Linked DNA regions of Mus musculus: region 1 is linked to region 2. The links are chromatin contacts, called in public HiChIP or PLAC-seq maps. All regions are on one chromosome and are shown on one strand. The core of a region is the stretch at or near the end of the contact, and the rest is flanking DNA. Distances in the headings are between cores, read along the strand shown. Region 1 has its middle 12 kb from the start of Pdlim4. Region 2 overlaps Shroom1 (shroom family member 1).

The links. HiChIP or PLAC-seq counts read pairs in DNA pulled down with a chosen protein or histone mark.
Region 1: a contact with region 2 is called in a FOXA1 HiChIP or PLAC-seq map of pancreatic cancer cells. The contact joins two enhancer-like sites. A contact is called at or near these places in 4 of 39 promoter capture datasets (cranial neural crest, maxillary cranial neural crest, pre-B cells and 1 more) and 1 of 115 datasets of contacts at active chromatin or transcription factors (pancreatic cancer cells).

The regions. Positions count from the first base shown.
Region 1 is chr11:54,079,183-54,081,882 of GRCm38.p6, reverse strand. No RefSeq gene overlaps it. Among named protein-coding and RNA genes, the nearest start is that of Pdlim4, 12 kb to the right of the region's middle. Within about 2 kb of position 1,317, at least 33 of the 459 cell types and tissues checked have an H3K27ac peak or open chromatin away from gene starts, as enhancers often do. A contact at or near this core is called in pancreatic cancer cells, where this site is marked.
Region 2 is chr11:53,460,566-53,463,265 of GRCm38.p6, reverse strand. It overlaps Shroom1 (shroom family member 1), which reads right to left. Exons shown (of 8, transcript NM_027917.3): 2 at 1-43. The coding sequence starts at 11. Among named protein-coding and RNA genes, the nearest start is that of Shroom1, 4.7 kb to the right of the region's middle. Within about 2 kb of position 1,430, at least 31 of the 459 cell types and tissues checked have an H3K27ac peak or open chromatin away from gene starts, as enhancers often do. A contact at or near this core is called in pancreatic cancer cells, where this site is marked.

The sequences.
Region 1 (2,700 bases), core at 68-2,567, 620 kb before region 2:
TAATACCTGGACTCATAACAATGATGTACCAACAGTTCCCATTATCTCTGATCAAATGCTCTTAGGCACGTGAAGAAACAGAAAATGCAATAGCTAGCCAAGAGGGGAGACGATGAAGATTAGATCCAGAGAGCCAGGCATGGAAGTGCACCTGCACCTGCCATCTCAGCACTCAAGGGGTTGAAGCTGGAGGATCAGAAGTGTAAGGCCAGCCCTGGCGGGCGACAGAGAACTATCTTAAAGAAACAGAGACAGGAGAGACAGCTTAGCATGGAAAGTGTCTTCTGTACAAATATGGGGACCTGAGTTTGGATCTCCAGAACTCACCAAAAAGCCAAGCATGGTAGCGCAGGCCAACAACCCAGGTCTGGTTAGTGAAGCTCAGTGGCTAGCCAGCTGATTGGTTAGTGAAGCTCAAGGCACAGTGAGAGTCCCTGTCTCCTAAAATAAAGGTGGAGGGATTTGGGGGATTCAGTAGTTAAGGGCACTTTCGGAGAATCCGCACTCAACTCACAATGCCAATATGAAGGATCACAACTGTCCATAACTCCAGTTCCGAGGAATCCAATGCCCTCTTAACATCCATATACATACAATTAAAAAAAGGAAAACATGTTTAAGCCAGTAAACTAAAGGTGTGGGGGTAGAAAAAGGAGGCTCACATGGGGCTTGTGGCTGATAGCCTAGCTCCGGTTTCAGTAAAATACCCTGTCTCAAATGAATAAGATGGAGAGTGATAGATCAGAGTACCCAATGTCCTACTCCGGCCTCTGTGCACCCATACACATGCACATGAACTGCACACAGTAATACACATATACATGCACACACACACACACACACACATACACACACACACACACACACACACACACACACACACACACACACAGACAGAGAGAGAGAGAGAGAGAGAGAGAGAGAGAGATTTGCTACTGAAAATAGAACAACCAGCAGTAGATTTTGTGGCACTAGAAGTGTTGGAGAAGGTTCTCAAGGGCAGAGGGAAATGGTATCTGATGGAAACTCAGTCCTAAAGACAGGAACACAGGCTGCTAGTACAAAGAACATAACTAGAAGACAGGTCTGATAGTTAATCTTGTCAGCTTGCCGGGATTCCGAATCCCCATGTCTGTGAAAGATGGTCTAGAGTAGGTCAACTGAGGTGTGGGAGGGTCACTGTCTCATGGACTGGGGCTCCTGAATAAAGAAAAGGGAGCAAACGAGCTGAGGCCCTGGACTGACCTGTCTCTCTGCTTCCCGGCTGGCTGCAGGTGCAGACTGGCTGCGGTGCAGAGGGCTGGCTGCCTCCCTTCCTGCCACCACACCTCCTGCTCCTTGATCGCTGTACCTTCCAGCTGTGAGTCAACATAATCCCTCCCTCCACTAACACGCCTTTGTCACAAGTTTTAAGTTACAAACACAATAAAAATACCAGCCCTCAAACACCAGCTCCAGAATTAGAAATCTTCTCAGTAGTTAAGAGTGCTCAGTGCTCTTCCAGAGGACCCAGGTTCAAGTCCCAGCGCCTATACAGTGGCTCACAACCATTTGTGCCTCCACAAACACCAGGAATACCCCTGGTGCACAGACATACATGCAGGAAAAACACCCACACATATAAAATAACAAAATAAAGAAATCTTAAAGAAAACCAGAAATAACAAGTCAGTAAGTCACCAGTGTATCCTTCTGACCCTTTAACCTATCTATAACAAGAAAGCAGAGCATTGTGATAATAAAAAGGATTCCCACCCCAAGACTAAACATGTCTACCTATGCTTCCTATGAGCTCCGGGTTTTGGGGTTTGATGGTGGCCAGTTTTTTGGTTGGTTTGCTTATTTGTTTGTTTTGTATTTTGAGGCAGGATCTTACTCTGTAACCCAGACTGGCCTTCAACTCACAGAAATCCTCTGCCTCCCCCTCTTGAGTGCTGGGATCACAGGTGGGAGTCATCATACCCCGTTTATTAACTTCTCGTTGAATGTAAGTATCCGAACTGTTTAGAAACCTGTCCGTACTGTAATAATGTAAACATAAAGTTATGATTTAAATAACCGTGTATTTGGGAAGGTCCTCGCATTCAAATGTTTAGGTACTTGTCTTCCAGATGGTGACTCTGCTCTGAGGGGCTGTGGAACCTTTGGAACTGTGGCCTAGCTAGCAGAAGTGGGTCACTGGTGGGGGGGGGCAAGCTTTAAACATGATGCCCATTTCTGATTCTTAGTGGGGCTCTCTGTTTCCTGATCTGTCAGAGGTGAACAGCTCAGGCCACTCACTCCAACCAACAACAGAGCCACCCCAGCCACCATGCCTTCCTTTCCCAAATTGTTCCTGTCAGGTATTTTGCTGCAGCATCAAGAAAGGTAACCTAAAAGGGTGAATATTTTATACTCTCTCTCTCTCTCTCTCTCTCTCTCTCTCTCTCTCTCTCTCTCTCACACACACACACACACACACACACACACACACACACACATGCACACACACACACAATGAATCCATGTGAGGCTCATTCTACACTGTGGAAAATTATAAGATTACAACCCTTGTTCTGTTGCTGTATAAACAACAGCAAATTACTTTTTGACAATTTCATACACATATAGATGTACTTTGATTGTATTCATCCCTGCACATGTCTCCTATCCCCTTCCCACTCCTACTGACCGCCTTCTTTCTTGCCAACTAGTGTCTTT
Region 2 (2,700 bases), core at 181-2,680:
AGGGCCTCCATGCTTATACAGTTGGAAATTGGAGTTGGCAGACCTGGTGGTGGGGGCCGAAAAGAACAAAAAAACAAAAAAATCAAAACATAGATGGGTTGGTGAGTGAAGAGTTCAGGTAAGGGCTAGGACAACCTGCTGGCTCCTTTGCCGAGGAGAACTGGGGGCTTACACGTGCCCTCCCCGGTCACAGGGTTCCTAGCTCTGGCATCTTCTTTCTCATCAGAATGGTAGAGAAACTCTTGAGGTTGACACGGTCTGGGCAATAGGATGCGCGCAAGTCTGGGCGTTAGTTAGGAACCTTAGTTCTGACGTAGTAGATCCACTCCCTTGCCAGGGCTTCCCTAGTGGTACCTCTGCTCGGACACTCCTGCCGTGCTGAGACCAGGCACATGCTCAAACTCCAGTCCCACCCAGGCTGCTTCCTGGCCATTCTGTTAGCGTCTATGTTTGATCTTTTCCTGATAAACAATGATCAAGAACATTGAGATCACAGAGGAGCCCAGAAAAGGAATGCCAGAGGCAAGGCAGGAGCAGCGACAGCTTCTCAATTTGTCCACCCCCATTCTGTGCCCTTTATGGTCCAGGTGTGTAGCATAAATACTCATCTTAGTCCTCAACCCCCTAGGTGCCTTTTTTTTTTTTTTCAGATGAGAACCCCGCGGTTCTGAGGAGGAAGTGACCCGGCCCAGAGACACACACAGGTCGTAAGTGGCAGAGCCCTGCCTAGAATCGAGGCATGTCTCCAAGTTCACTGCAGCCAAAATTAATTTCCTAGAGGCAAACCCTGGCCAAAGCCCTTGCCATGGTCCCTCTTTCTCCAAGAAAACCCACAGTCAAAGTGTGAAATAAGTCAACTTCAAGTGCCATAAATTCCATAATAATACATTGGGTGGGCCCGCAACTATGTCTTCTGTCTAGGGAGCTTCATCAGACACCCACCTCTCTCATGCTACACCCACAGGACTCAGCTTGGAGGTCATGGGGTTCTTTGGGGGGGGGGGTCACTCATCACCCCTACTCTGCCATTGTTTTTTATTTCCTCCTCCCATTCCCACCCCCTGAGTGTCCTGGGGACAGGCCCTGCCTTTATATGTCACTCAGTGCCTGGCACCAGCCCTGGCATGTAGTCAATGTTAAATAAATAGTTGGTGACTGGCAAGGGGACAGACGGAGGCATGGGGAGTTGGTAGAGGGGTGGCCTTGGTAGAAAAGAGGAGGTTTACTGTCTTCCCCGCCCCCTTCTCCCCTCCCTATTAGTCTTTTCTGGGGAAAGCAACAGAATGGCTGAGGAGGCCCTGGCCACCACGGGTTTAACCAGGTTACTCATGCGTTATCAGGAAGAAACAGAGCCTGCAGGCAAGCAGGACTGGCTGGAAATTGATCTCTCCCCAGTGCCAGGAGGCAGAGCAAGGGGGAAGGCCTGTGTGGCTGCGCTGGGATTGGCTGAGAGCAGCTCTGAGGTTTGAGGATCTGTGACTCCCAGTGACCTATGTTGGAAGGTTGTCTTCCTTGACCTGCTTGGTTAGGGTGCAGAGAATAGGGTGGCACACACTGGGGGTGTGGTCCCAAAGCAGGCTCATTTGAGCTTCCCAGACACTTTGGAATACAGGTGGGCAAATCTCTCTGGGATGCAGTAGTCAACACATTGCTGGGAGTGGGGCCAGGAGCATAAAGCCTTCCTAAAGTGGAGAGGCAAGTGAGCCTCCACTAGACCTAGGGCCAGACTCTTGATGTGACCACACTGGGTGACTGACTCTTCATGTACAACAAGGCCAGCCCTGTTGGTTAGTCTTTACACTCAGGGCTGGTGATCTTTTCACAAAGGCCACAGGAGGGTAAGAAGCTACCAACTGAGTGACAGCCTCTAAGAAAATAGGCAACTCCTCTAAAAGGCCTACCCTGGCTGCTTAGACACCAGTGCGCTCGCTTTCTCTCTCTTCCTACGTTTTCTTTTCTTTAGAAACTTTTTTTTTTTTTGGCTAGGCAGTAGCGGCACACACCTTTACTTCCAGCACGTGGGAAGCAGAGGCAGGCGGATCTTTCTAAATTAGAGCCCAGCCTGGTCTACAGAGCAAGTTCCAGGACAGCCAGAGCTACACAGAGAAGTCCTGTTTCAAAAAAACAATAAAAATAAACAAATAAATAGGTTATCGGATGTGTGTGGTATATGCACAGGTGTGTACATTGGAAGCCAGAGGTGGATGTCTAATATCTTCCTCTGCCTCTTTTCACTTTTTTTTTTTTTTTTTTTTTGAGAAAGGGTCTCTCAATTATGTAGCCTTGACTGTCCTGGAACTTTTTAAGTAAACCAGGATGGGCTTGAACACTCAGAGATCCACTTTCCTCTACCTCCCAAGTGCCAGGATTAAAGACATACACCACCAAGCTTGGTTTACCCTACTTTTTTGTAACAGGCTCTTTGTTTTGCTTTGTCTTTTTTTCTTTCTCTAAACAGGGTTTCTCTGTGTTGCCCTGGCTGTCCTAGAACTCACTCTGTAGGCCAGGCTGGCCTCGTTAAAGGTGTGTGCCACCACTGCCTGGCTGAGACAGGCTCTTTTACTGAACATCATTTAGCTAGGCTAACTGGCCAATGAGTTTCAAGAATTCCCCTGTCTCTTCTCCTCCCCCCTACCCAGCAACAGCACCCTACTCTTCACTTGGGTGCAGGGGAGTCAAGGTTAGGTCTGCATGTTCATA